Regions from separate parts of the Mus musculus genome. Here region 2 is linked to region 1. The links are chromatin contacts, called in public promoter capture Hi-C maps. All regions are on one chromosome and are shown on one strand. Each heading gives the region's core, a stretch centred on a gene start, on an enhancer-like site or on the middle of the called end of the contact. The rest is flanking DNA. Distances are from core to core; before and after follow the strand shown. Region 1 overlaps Tpm3 (tropomyosin 3, gamma). Region 2 holds the start of Snapin (SNAP-associated protein).

Evidence for each region. Promoter capture Hi-C pulls out the DNA fragments that hold promoters and counts their contacts.
Region 2: a contact with region 1 is called in a promoter capture Hi-C map of cranial neural crest. The contact joins the promoter of Snapin here to the enhancer-like site in region 1. A contact is called at or near these places in 3 of 39 promoter capture datasets (the C10 cell line, cranial neural crest and pre-B cells) and 2 of 115 datasets of contacts at active chromatin or transcription factors (embryonic stem cells and pancreatic cancer cells).

Annotation. Positions count from the first base shown.
Region 1 is chr3:90,084,154-90,090,770 of GRCm38.p6, forward strand. It overlaps Tpm3 (tropomyosin 3, gamma), which reads left to right. Exons shown (of 10, transcript NM_001293748.1): 3 at 2,293-2,426; 4 at 3,302-3,419; 5 at 3,521-3,591; 6 at 4,895-4,970; 7 at 5,644-5,706; 8 at 5,857-5,926. Among named protein-coding and RNA genes, the nearest start is that of Tpm3, 15 kb to the left of the region's middle. Within about 2 kb of position 4,683, at least 2 of the 459 cell types and tissues checked have an H3K27ac peak or open chromatin away from gene starts, as enhancers often do.
Region 2 is chr3:90,486,898-90,492,641 of GRCm38.p6, forward strand. Snapin (SNAP-associated protein) reads right to left here and starts at 4,116. Exons shown (of 4, transcript NM_133854.3): 1 at 3,935-4,116; 2 at 3,651-3,697; 3 at 3,257-3,375; 4 at 1,129-2,696. The coding sequence starts at 4,077. The coding sequence ends at 2,595. It overlaps Ilf2 (interleukin enhancer binding factor 2), which reads left to right. Exons shown (of 14, transcript NM_026374.3): 11 at 1-15; 12 at 86-200; 13 at 330-420; 14 at 562-1,482. The coding sequence ends at 722.

The DNA.
Region 1 (6,617 bases), core at 3,433-5,932:
GGTAGAAGAAAGTGCCAGAGCCAGCTTGTTGCCATGGGAACTATACCCTGCCCCCAGAGCCTGTTATCTTTTTCCAGTTTGGGTAACTAGGAGCTGGAAAGGGACTTAACATTTCATGTGCTTCCTGCAGATCCAGCTGCATTTTTCTCTTTAATTCCCCCCACCCCCAGGTTTATTGATTTTTCTGTGAATCAGTGTTTTTGCCTGTGTGGTGTATGTATGTGTACCATGTATGTGTTTGGTGCCCATGGAAGTCAGAAGAGGGCTTTGGAGCCTCTGAAACTGGAATTATGGATGGTTGTGGATCACTGTGTGGGTGCTGGGAATCAAACCTGGGTTCTCTGTAAGAGCAACTGGTGCTGTTAACTGCCGAGCCATCTCTCCAGCCCCTCAGGCTGCATTTTTCATGTTTTTGTTGTAACCGTCGTAAGGGGTAAGTACTGTGTGGTATTGTGAGTGTATCACAGCCCTGGTCTGATAGCCTGGCTTGCTCTGGACTGGTTGGCCCTGTTGAGTTTGTGAGGATAAATCTGTGTTGTCTTCCAGGACATCTGTTTTCCTAGAAGAGACAGAACTAGAGAATGCTTGCCTTTGTGGTGTTCTGAATGGTAGAGTTAGGAACACAAATGGTTTCTCAGGAATTTCAATTTATGTAGACTTCTCAGTTTAATTTTTTTCCCTTATCCTGGTCTCCTGCCTCCTTCCCCAATCTCTCCTGTGTTTGTATGTGGAAATTTTTGTTCCAATCCTGACTGTTAGCAGGATCTTATCCAGTTATATCCCTCCCTGTAGGGCTGATGGCCCAGATTCTCCAGCTGCTACCACCCTTGACTGTTAGAGGAAACCAGGGTAATGGAATTCAGGCACAGTCTGGGCTGGAGAGGGGAGCCAGAGTTCACCGGGATAGAAGCGTTTGAACGTCATCATGTGTAGCAAAGATCTTAAATTTGGGGTGGTGTTTATTTGTTTGAAACAGGGTCTCCTTGGGTAGCCCACGTTGGCATTGAACTTACCCTGTCTTCAGAGTGCTAGATTGTGGCCACGTATAATCCCATCTGTGAGAACCCCTTCCAGACTGACAGTAGACCAGCTATGTTGGTGACTTACTTGGACTTGAGCGTGTGCTTTGTTGCATATGAAGCCAGGGAAGTTACTATTAGGAATTGTACTGAAGTCCAGTGAAGCTTAGTAGGAGGTTGTTAGAGGCATAGAATAGAAAGGCAGGCAGCCAGCCAGAGGCGTGGCGCTAGGTGGAAGCTAGGGTTCTTGTTTGTTTTTTATAAGGGAACACACTGAAGGGGCGGGGTGGGGGAAGATGGACAGTTTGTGGGGACTAGTTCTCTTTGTCCCCCGTGTGGTTCCCAGAAGTAGGGCTCAGATCCTCAGCCTTGGCATCTGGTACCTTTAGCTGTTGAGTCATCTTTGCAGCCCAAGAGAGCCCAATCTTGCGTCCTTTCCCTTTCCTGTCTGGAGAGCTGTCTGGAAGGCATTAGTTGGTCATCTTCCTGGTGTGTTCGGGGAAGGAGATCACAAGGTTAAACTGGTATACATAGAGAAATATAAAATGATAGAAATACTAAACACCGGGTATCCTGGCATTTGCCTGTAGTCCCAACACTCAGGAGGATCTGGAGTTGAAAACTGGAAGTAGCTGTCATTGAAGGAGAAGTCTGTCTCCTCTAGCTGCTTTTTTGAGACAGGATCTCACTGTGTAGACTAGGACTAGACTGGCTTCAGACTCAGGGAGACCTACTTGCCTCTGCCTCCTGCGTGCCACAATTGAAGGTGTGTGTCAATACACCCGGCTTTGTTGGCCCTTATAGGTTCTGGGATTTGAATTGAGTCCAGAAGAGAAAAAATGATACTGTGTGGATAAGGAACTGAATTTTAGAATGCTCTGCAGGGCTGAGGGTACCACCCCTTTGTTAGAGTGCTTGTCGGACATGCACAAAACCCTGGGTTCTATCCCTCACACAGCATAAATTGGACATTGTGGAACATACCTGTAATCTCAACACTTGGGAGGTACTCCATGGCACGTTCAAGCCAGCGTGGGCTACGTGAGGTTAGTTCACATGAGCAAAACATTTCCTGTTTAACCAATGGGAGTTCTTAGCTAGGGAAGGAGGAAACTGATTAGTAATCATGTAGTTAGATCTTTAGCATTTAAAGCAAGACAGGCTCTATCTTACCTACACGACTGGCTTCTTCATAGTAGTCAGGTCTAGCCTTCTGTTACAGTTGGTTTTCTCACCAGAAGTTGATTTGTTTTCCATTTCCCATTGATTGAAGGCTGAAGCTGAGGTGGCCTCCTTGAACCGCAGGATCCAGCTGGTTGAAGAGGAGCTGGACCGTGCGCAGGAGCGCCTTGCCACTGCTTTGCAGAAGCTGGAGGAAGCAGAGAAGGCTGCTGATGAGAGTGAGAGGTGTGTGAATCCCAAAAGAATAGGCCGGCGGGGCTTCTGGGTGGAGCAGCCCTCTCCTGCCTGGCCTGAGGTGTCCTGGGTTCCATCCCTGGCACTGCAGACAGTAAAGCTGATAGTGGCTCTGACCTGGATTTTCCACTAGACCTGTTTTTTGTTTTGTTTGTGTTTTTTGTTTGAGGCATGGTCTCATGTAACCCAGACTGGCTTTGAACTCTTGAGCCTCCCGCCTCCACTCTTTGGGTTTGTTTTTGTTTGTTTGTTTGGTTTTGGTTTTGGTTTTTTGAGACAGGGTTTCTCTGTGTAGCCCTGGCTGTCCTGGAACTCACTTTGTAGACCAGGCTGGCCTCGAACTCAGAAATCCGCCTGCCTCTGCCGCCTGAGTGCTGGGATTAAAGGTGTGCGCCACCATGCTGGGCTTCGCCTCCACTTTTTAATTGCTGGGATTGCAGGCCTGTTCCACCGTATCCTGGTCTAGACCTGCTTTTGTTTTTGCAGATTGAACACAGTATCTACCTTCTGTGCTAAGCACATCCTCTACCACTGACTTACCCTCCCAGCCCCTGAGACCTACTTTTTAAATGGTAGTGATTTTATATTACTAGTATTATTTTATACTATGCAAATTGAACTCGGGCCTTGCAAATACCAGGCACCTGTTCTATTGTTAAATCCCATTCCCTGGCCCAAATTTGTTTGTTTTATAAGGAAAAGTTTTCAGTTAAATGGTACAGGTGCTGGAATGCTATGGAATTTCTGTTTGGGCAGCGGAACAGGAATGGGACTGGGAAGGGCGTGGTTTTGAGTGTTTGAAATGGAGTTGATGCCCAGCTCAGAATGTCATTGCTGTGTTCATTCTTTCATTCTGTTTCCGGCAGAGGTATGAAGGTGATTGAAAATCGGGCTCTAAAAGATGAAGAAAAGATGGAACTCCAGGAAATCCAGCTAAAGGAAGCAAAGCACATTGCAGAAGAGGCCGATAGGAAGTATGAAGAGGTGAGTTGCCTCTGCAGTGCGTGCGGGCCCTGCAAAGACAGTCAAGAGGGGATAGCTATCGCCCTGGCTTGATTGAGCCGTACTGGGGTCTTTTCTTCTAGGTGGCTCGTAAGTTGGTGATTATTGAAGGAGACTTGGAACGCACGGAGGAACGTGCTGAGCTGGCAGAGTCGTGAGTATTTTGTCTCCAGATCTTGTCAGCTCATCCTGCCTGCTTGGGCACTAATTCCGAGTAAACTAGCCTTCCTTTGACCTTGTTAAACAGGCCCTGGAGGGTGGTGGTCCTCTGTAGTGCTTTTAGCCTCCAAGAATGGCTTTGGGCTTTCTCTTACCTTGACTAGAAACAGGGAACAAAGCTTGCTTATTCTTGGGAAGATTCTCAAATAGAGGGACCATAGAGACTAATATGGCCACTGGCTAGTTGGAAGATCCTATTGGGTCCTTCCTCCTGGAATCTATTCCTCCTTGGCCTGTACCGATTTCGGGCCTGGTCTCTTTTTTTTTTTTTTTTTTTTTTTTTTTACAAACTTTGCCAATCTGCCTGGAAACTTGAGAGCAAAGGCTTTAGAGAAATCACCTGCTGCCTTGGTACCAGCTTGGCCTTGTGTAACAAAGTCAGCGTGGATGTGTATGTGTTGTGCTTGCCTCGCACACTCCCCGTCCTCTTCAGACATGACATATATCATGACCATGGCGGTGTTTCCTTTCCATCTGTTTGTTGTTTTGACCCACCCCACACCCCGTCTTGCGGCTTGTTTTCTTGCTCTTCCTTTTTTAACCTTTTCCCCACAACCTGGCTTGTGCCATTCCCGTGACTGTCACTAACAGCCGTTGCCGAGAGATGGATGAACAGATCAGACTGATGGACCAGAACCTGAAGTGTCTGAGTGCTGCTGAAGAAAAGGTACTAACCCTGAAGCCCGCGCACGGAGAGCTTCCTTCCGTGTGTGTGGTATGGTCTCCTTCGGTTTGGTTTTGTTTTGCAGCTGCCTCCCTCCACCAGTTGATTTGTTGAGTGCGTTCTCATCTCCATGGAATGCTCCATTCTTCCTTTCCACTTACTTGGCATCTCTCATCTCTTCTTTCCTAGTTGCTTCACTGCCTCCCCCTGAGGGTCTCTGCCTCCCCTGGGTGTTTGGGGGTTGTTAGGTTGGGCCTCTGTCCCTGTATCCACCCCCCAAGTAGCAGTCATAACTGTTCCCTGGTAGTGAGTGATTTCTCTCAAGTGTTCTTTCTTTATCAGAGCCAAACACTCCGAGCACAGGAGGGCCAGCTCCTAGCATACCTACCTGCTCCGTGCTAGGGGGAGGAGGGTTGATACCTGCTCAGGTTACCCAGCAGCTTTTCCTCCCTGATATACAGCCCAGCTCTCTCTACACATAGGCTCAATTCACATCTGTGTGTCTCTCTCCCCTTTTTTTTTCTTCCTCTTCCTCTTCCCCTTTTCCTCTCCTTTGGTATTAAAATGTTCACAGTAAGTGTTCTGAGCTGGAGGAGGAGCTGAAGAATGTCACCAACAACCTCAAGTCTCTTGAGGCTCAGGCGGAGAAGGTAGGGCTGGTTTGTGAAGATGCACAGGCTTTGGGGCTTGGGCCCAGCCCTGCCCTTAATGAAACAAGACATACCCATTCTGTATAATAATAATGAAAGACATACCCATTCTGTATAATAAATCGAGGGAAAAGCGAGCGTTCTCTTCCTTCCCACCTTTGTCTATCAGAGAGTAGGTTAATGCTAACTCCTCTGTACCCCCCCCCCCCCATCTCGGGTTTAAATAACTCTGGTCTGCGGTGCTCCTGGAGTGTGCTCCTTGAGTTGATACTGCCGTGCTCAAAATCAGTTATAAGGAGCATAAGATGGGGCAACAGAGCGCCAGCTCTCGAGACCTGTCTAGGAGCAGTCAGGGCAGATGATTGCCACTTACCATCATGAGGGATGCTTTAACTGTCGATTCCTGCTCGTTAACTTGGAGAAAGGAAAAGCACTTTGGGTTGACAGAAGTAGGATGAAAATTTAGGTCTGTTAACAAAAGAAAAAAAAAGGTCCTGGTGAAGTTTACACTGCAAGTTTTGTTTGCAGATAGTTGGGTCTTAGGACTCTTGCTTTTTTTAGTCCTGGACCAAATCAAATCCAGAAGAATGTCTATGACTTATGTGAGAATAATATGGCTGTTGTCTGTGAGATGGTCTCTACTCTGAAATTTGTATTCTACTTTTCTTTACAGTACTCTCAAAAAGAAGACAAGTATGAAGAAGAAATAAAGATTCTTACTGATAAACTCAAGGAGGTGAGCTGAGGGGCTGAGCCGCATGAACGATAGGAGGCGTTAATATTGTAATATTAATCCTGAGCCTTGCTGGCCTTGGCTCAAATGGCTTAGAGGCACGAGAGGAGGAAGTAACCATCTTTCATTCTGTTTGTTGTTGTGCTTCCTCAGGCAGAGACCCGTGCTGAGTTTGCTGAAAGATCGGTAGCCAAGCTGGAGAAGACCATTGATGACCTGGAAGGTATGGAGCACATGAGGGCGTGTGAGAAAGGAAGGCCTTGCCCGCTAATCTTGAGCCTTTGGTCTGTGCATCAGAGAAATGGTAGTGACTTGGAATATTGGATGCGTCCTGTCCTGTGTTAATGCTAGACTTGCAGGATTTTTAAATCTTTTCCTTTATAGTAAGTCTACTTATTTCTGGAATCTGCCATCCATCCTTTGAAAAGATGTAATGGCTGTATTTATCTCCAATTTGATCTCAGATATCTTAAATCTTGACTGTGAGTTGAAATGGAAGCCATGGTTTTGTGCATGCCACCCCATGGCCACTTTGGGTATCTCTTTTTATCATTCAGGCCGGGTGACACCTGCAGGAGATAACAACCAAGTCTTGCAGCCTGAACAGATCAAACAGTCAGGGCTTCTTGTTCTTGTAGTTTGGCAGCTTTGTCTGTCCACCTTAACAAAGAAACAAGTCCTTTGCTTTGAGACTAACTTCCTTGATACGCTCTTGGTGTTGGATGGTCTGGGAAAGGGTTCGGGGAGGCGGCCGTAGAACCGGAGTGGTGACCACCCTGAGTAGGCAGAGGAGAGTCACTAAGACTGCTGTGCCTTCTCCCTTCTCTGTCTTCCTTAAGTGTTAGCACTGCTTCAGAATTGGGTGGGAGAGGTGGCTTTGGGTGCCTGCAGTGCTGGCATGTGTTCAGGTTCTC
Region 2 (5,744 bases), core at 2,866-5,365, 400 kb after region 1:
GAATGTGGCTTACAGGTATAACACACTTCTCTGGGTTTCGGTTCTAAGCTGTTTTGTTTGCTTTCTAAGTGTCTTTGTGTTTCAGGCGCTGCTTGCAGATTCTGGCTGCAGGACTGTTCTTGCCTGGGTCAGTGGGCATCACTGACCCGTGTGAGAGTGGCAACTTCAGGGTACACACAGTTATGACCCTAGAACAACAGGTATTAAGACAACCACGAAATGAGTGGGGTTCTGGCCAGAAGGCCAAGGACCAGGGGACCTGTTTCACACGGATGTTAGTCATGTATAGTCTATTTATTTTGGCTCATTTCCCTCTCCTTGTTCTTCAGGATATGGTCTGCTACACAGCTCAGACTCTGGTTCGAATTCTCTCCCATGGAGGCTTTAGGAAGATCCTTGGCCAGGAGGGGGATGCCAGCTGTAAGTTATCTCTGTGGTGTGGTTCAGGGGTTCTGAACTATAGAGAAGCCGTATCTAAAGGTGGTCTAATATTAATGAATATAGCTTATCTTGTTTACTGGGATATTTGTATGAAGTGGGTTTTATCCCTGTTTCTTCTAGATCTTGCTTCTGAAATATCTACCTGGGATGGAGTGATTGTGACACCCTCAGAAAAGGCTTATGAGAAGCCACCTGAGAAGAAGGAGGGGGAGGAAGAGGAGGAGAACACAGAAGAACCACCTCAAGGAGAAGAAGAAGAAAGCATGGAGACTCAGGAGTGACCTTCCCTTTACTGTTTCTCCCCAAGGGAAGAGAGGCTAAGCCAGCCACCATGGGGCTTTAGATGGCGGCATTTCTGTGGCATAGGGAGACAGCAGGAAGGGAAACAAACTGAAAAGAAAAAAACGCTACTGTTTCGATAGTGGCCAAGCAGCTAGAAGTCTCCCATTTGTGACTGCGTATGCCCTCTGTCCGTCTGTGAGGAAGCAGAATGCCACACATTCCCAATATTTAAACCTAACCACTCCCAACCAAGTACTTTGTGTTGAAATGCTGTAAACGGTCATTGAGTATCTGGGAATTTTTTTTTTTTTTTCTAAGAAAAATGATTAAAGTACTTCCTACTAGGGCTTTTGGTTTTATTTTTCTTCAATATGTAGCAACTACATTTGGCTTCTATAACCTCAGTAGAATTCAAGTTGAGTCTTTTATTATAAACATTGAGATTGCTGTTTTAAATTATATAAATTGAAAGTAATAGATTCCTAGGATACCATTGTGATGGCTAATTTCTTCAGCTTGGCCTAAAATAACCTGAAATTTCTGCAAAGGATTAACCCTAAATGTGGGGTGAAAGCATCTTATGAGCTCAGTGCATGGACAGAATAAAGGGATAAATGGCAGAGTCCAGCATTCCCTTCTCTTGGAAGCTTGATCACCTCACATTCTCATGTCTCAAAATAGGCCCCAAAATATGCATCAGTGTGACCATGTCCTGAACCCTTTGAAACCATAATAAAATAAATTTTTTTGTTAAAATAACCAGTACAAGCATTTATTTAATAATGTTGAGCAATACTTAATATTAACATAGTCAAGCCAGGGTGGCCAAGAGGATAAATTATTTACCTTGACTTTACCTAAGTCCTCAGTTGTAAACAAAGTGGAGTTACAGGTAAAGGAAACTGCCCAGCCCCAGTAATAGGAGTAACAGGATGGTTAACACTGGCTGGCTAAGCCTGGAAAGGATGGCGCTTAAATATGTAACTTTTAAATTTTATTTTATGAGGATGGTTGTTTTGCCTGCATATATATCTGCATCATATGTGTGTGTGTGCTGGGCCAAAAGGCCAGACAAGGGCATTGGGTTCCCCTGGAGCTGGAGTTAGAGGCTGCTGTGAGTCACCATGTGGGCGCTAAGCACTGGACGCCATCTGGAAGAATCACCAGTGTTCTTAACCATTGAGCCATCCCTCTAGCCCTTAAAATATGTAGTCTAAACAAAAAAAAAAATCGCAAAAGCTTAGGACTCTTAGCTGTCAAGGCTCTGCCTTGACCTTGGATCCTCGCTATCTGGCATGCTCTCCTTGGGTAGCAATGAAGGCAACAGTTGCGAAACTTGTTAATAGGAGTTAACCTAAACATTATAGAGTGTAAGATGATCCTGGAAAGGTTATTACCTTCTGAGAGGAACTGTGGTGAAGCAGAGGGGGAGAAATAGGAGTATACTTTCTCACTAAATCTGGTGTTTTCTCAATTTTCTACCACACGATGCCTAATTTACTTAGTATTCTTTGGGGGAAATATATAGAGGCTTGAGCCCGGCACTCTGACACATGCCTATTATAATCCCAGCATTCAGGAGGCTAAGGCAAGAGGACATGTTTGAGGCCAGCCGGGACTACATACTGAGATCTTGTCTCAAGATTAACAAAACCCAAAAGGTAGAGGCTCTTTCTTGGATGGACAAGCTGTGATGGAGGTTCTTTAGGAAATAGTCCTGCCGTACGCATGTTTCTTGAGGCGGCTACATGAATGAGTACATAGTGCAAAAAAAATCAAAGGTCTACAGAGACTTTCCTGGAATCTTCTCGTGTCTACCAGACAAAGCCGTTGGAGAATTGTACTTGTATACTCAGGTCACGGGCCCGTGCTTATTTGCTTGGAGAACCAGGAGGGTAAACTCCTGAATCCAGCATAGCTCTCCTGCGAGCTGTTTCCTTGGCCACGCTGTGGTTTAACCGCCTTAGTCGTTCCTGTAAGACAGGAAGATGGGGAATCTAATGACTGCTGTAAAAGGTTTTAACTGAGTCCCCTCTGCCCCTGTCCCCAGACTGTTTTTTCTCTGTGTAGCCCTGGAACTTGCTCTGTAGACCAGGATGGCCTCAAACTCAGAAATTTGCCTGCTTATATGTCCAGCTGGCTTTGGCTCTTTTCAAGCCAGCCCTTTACGTTAAAATGGACTTGTAAATGACAGCCACTAGAAGTTAAGAATTAGAAGTTAAGAATTGGCACTTGTCTAGTTTGAGGCCTAGTAATGGGGTGAGGGGAATATGGGCCTTTATTATCAGATTAGTTAACACCACTCTTTTCCCCCATAGTTGCTTCACAGTGTTGAAGACATAAAGCAGGATAAACAAGAAGAAATTTTTTTGAAAGAGGGTCATGCTATGTAGCCCTAGCTGATTTGATAGTCCAGGCTCTGCTCAAAGTTCAAGCCATCCTTCTTGCCTTAGCCTACCAAATGCTGAAACTACAGCATGTACCACCATGCACTGCTGGGATTATTATTATTATTACTATTTTATTATTTTACCTGTGCATTCTGTAAAATATTGTTGACCAAGACAACTCGTCGCCTGGCATTAAGCAGCTTCTTAACATAGGGGTCCAGATCCAGGGCCACTTTCTGATCCTCATTGATCCGGCACAGTTCTGGGAAGAGGAAATGGGCAACCAACATCTAATGGCTCATTTTTTGTTCTTAGGGAATGGAAGAGAGGAATGGGATGAAAAATACTCTTGCAGTCTTGTGTGGGCCACAGACACCTTCCCTTCTTCCATTCTGTCCTAAAATATCCCCAGAAATTGGAGTCCTTGGGTAGTTCTGATATTGAGAAGCAAGTGACAGAAACTTAGCCTAAAACCTGGGGAAACAAAGTTCCCGAAAGTGAGATCAGGGATTCTAGGTATCCTGGCTGCTCACTCACCTGTAGCTAGGTTGTCAATTTGTTCCCGGAGCTCTACTTGGCTTTCTCTGCAAAGTGGTACAAAAGTCTACAACGGTCAGTGACTGGGACGCGGGAAACGAATTCTACTTATTCCCCAAATACTGAGACAAGCCAACCTCAACTTCAAGGCCTCACCCAGGCCCTTCCGCCTATTTACCCAGTCTCAACATCAGTGTCTCAAGAATGTATCTAGTATTTCTTCGGGGCCCCGCCCCTACAAAGCCAGTTCCCTAGGCCCCGCCCCCAGCAACCCGGTCCTGCACCTGACCGCGTGCACGTGAGAGTCGAGCTGCTGCACCGCGGGTCGCAGGAACTCCAGGAGCCCCTCGGCAAAGAGGTCGCGGCCTGTGGGCCCCGCCACTGGGGTCCCGGCCCCTGACACAGCAGCGGAACCAGCCGCGGCCATCGCGAACTGCCCTGACGCCCTCAGCCTGCCGCGAGGGTCGCCGGGAACTCCAGACCGCCGCTGTGCACCGCGAGAGGGCGCTTAGATATACAGCCCAGACGGCAGTGGGATAGCTGGGAAATGGAGTCCTCAGTGAGCCCCGGCAAGCGGGCCGGGACCAGAGCCTCTTCTTCCATGGGCCTGTAGGGGGCGGATCTAGACTTCTGGAGATAGATTGCCCTGTAACTATGTAAACCAGGCTGATCTTTTCTTTCTTTCTTTCTTTCTTTCTTTCTTTCTTTCTTTCTTTCTTTCTTTCTTTCTTTCTTTCTTTCTTTCTTTCTTTCTTTCTTTCTTTTCTTTCTTCCTTCCTTCCTTCCTTCCTTCCTTTCTTTCTTTCCTTTCTCTCTCTCTTTCCTCCTCCTCCTCCTCTTCTACTTCTTCTTCCTCTTCTTCCTCTTCCTTCTTTCCTTTTTAAAAAAGATTTATCATATGTAAGTACATTGTAGCTGTCTTCAGACTCGCCAGAAGAGGGCATCAGATCTCATTACAGCTGGTTGTGAGCCACCATGTGGTTGTTGGGATTTGAAGGTTGCTGTGTTTTGAACTCAGGAGCAGTTAGTACTCCTAACCGCTGAGCCATCTAAGTGCTATTGTCCATAGCCTTCTCCATGGGAATTGATGAGAAAGCCATGTAATATTCATGTTAAGGGTTCTTTCTTTTCTCTCTCTTCCTCTCTCCCACTCCCTCTTTTTTTTTTTTTTTTTTTTTTTTTGCCCTCTCCCCATCTATCTCCCTCTCCCTCTTTCTTGCAGACAGGATTTCTTTGTGTGGCCCTGGCTGTCCTGGAACTCACTCTGGCTGCCCTTGAACTCCAGTGCTGGGATTAAAGGTGTATCCCACCACTGCCCTCGAGTTTTATTTCTAAAGATTTGCTATTTTTGTTAGAGAAAGTCCTGCCGTGTTACCAAGGCTAGCCTTGAGCTCACAAGCTCTGTTTTTTTTTTTCCATTTTTTATTAGGTATTTAGCTCATTTACATTTCCAATGCTATACCAAAAGTCCCCCATAGCCACCCACCCCCACTCCCCTACCCACCCACTCCCCCTTTTTGGCCCTGGCGTTCCCCTGTACTGGGGCATATAAAGTTTGTTTGTCCAATGGGCCTCTCTTTCCAGTGATGGCCGACTAGGCCATCTTTTGATACATATGCAGCTAGAGTCAAGAGCTCCGGGGTACTGGTTAGTTCATAATGTTGTTCCACCTATAGGGTTGCAGATCCCTTTAGCTCCTTGGCTACTTTCTCTAGCTCCTCCATTGGGAGCCCTGTGATCTATCCATTAGCTGACTGTGAGCATCCACTTCTGTGTTTGCTAGGCCCCGGCATAGTCTCACAAGAGACAGCTACATCTGGGTCCTTTCGATAAAATCTTGCTAGTGTATGCAATGGTGTCAGCGTTTGGATGCTGATTATGGGGTGGATCCCTGGATATGGCAGTCTCTACATGGTCCAACCTTTCATCTCAGCTCCAAACTTTGTCTCTGTAACTCCTTCCATGGGTGTTTTGTTCCCAATTCTAAGGAGGGGCATAGTGTACAAGCTCTGTTTTAAGTCTTTCAAGTGCTGGAGTTACAGGTCTGTGCCACCATGACAGGATTTAAAGTTAAGGGTTTTTTGTTTTGCTGAA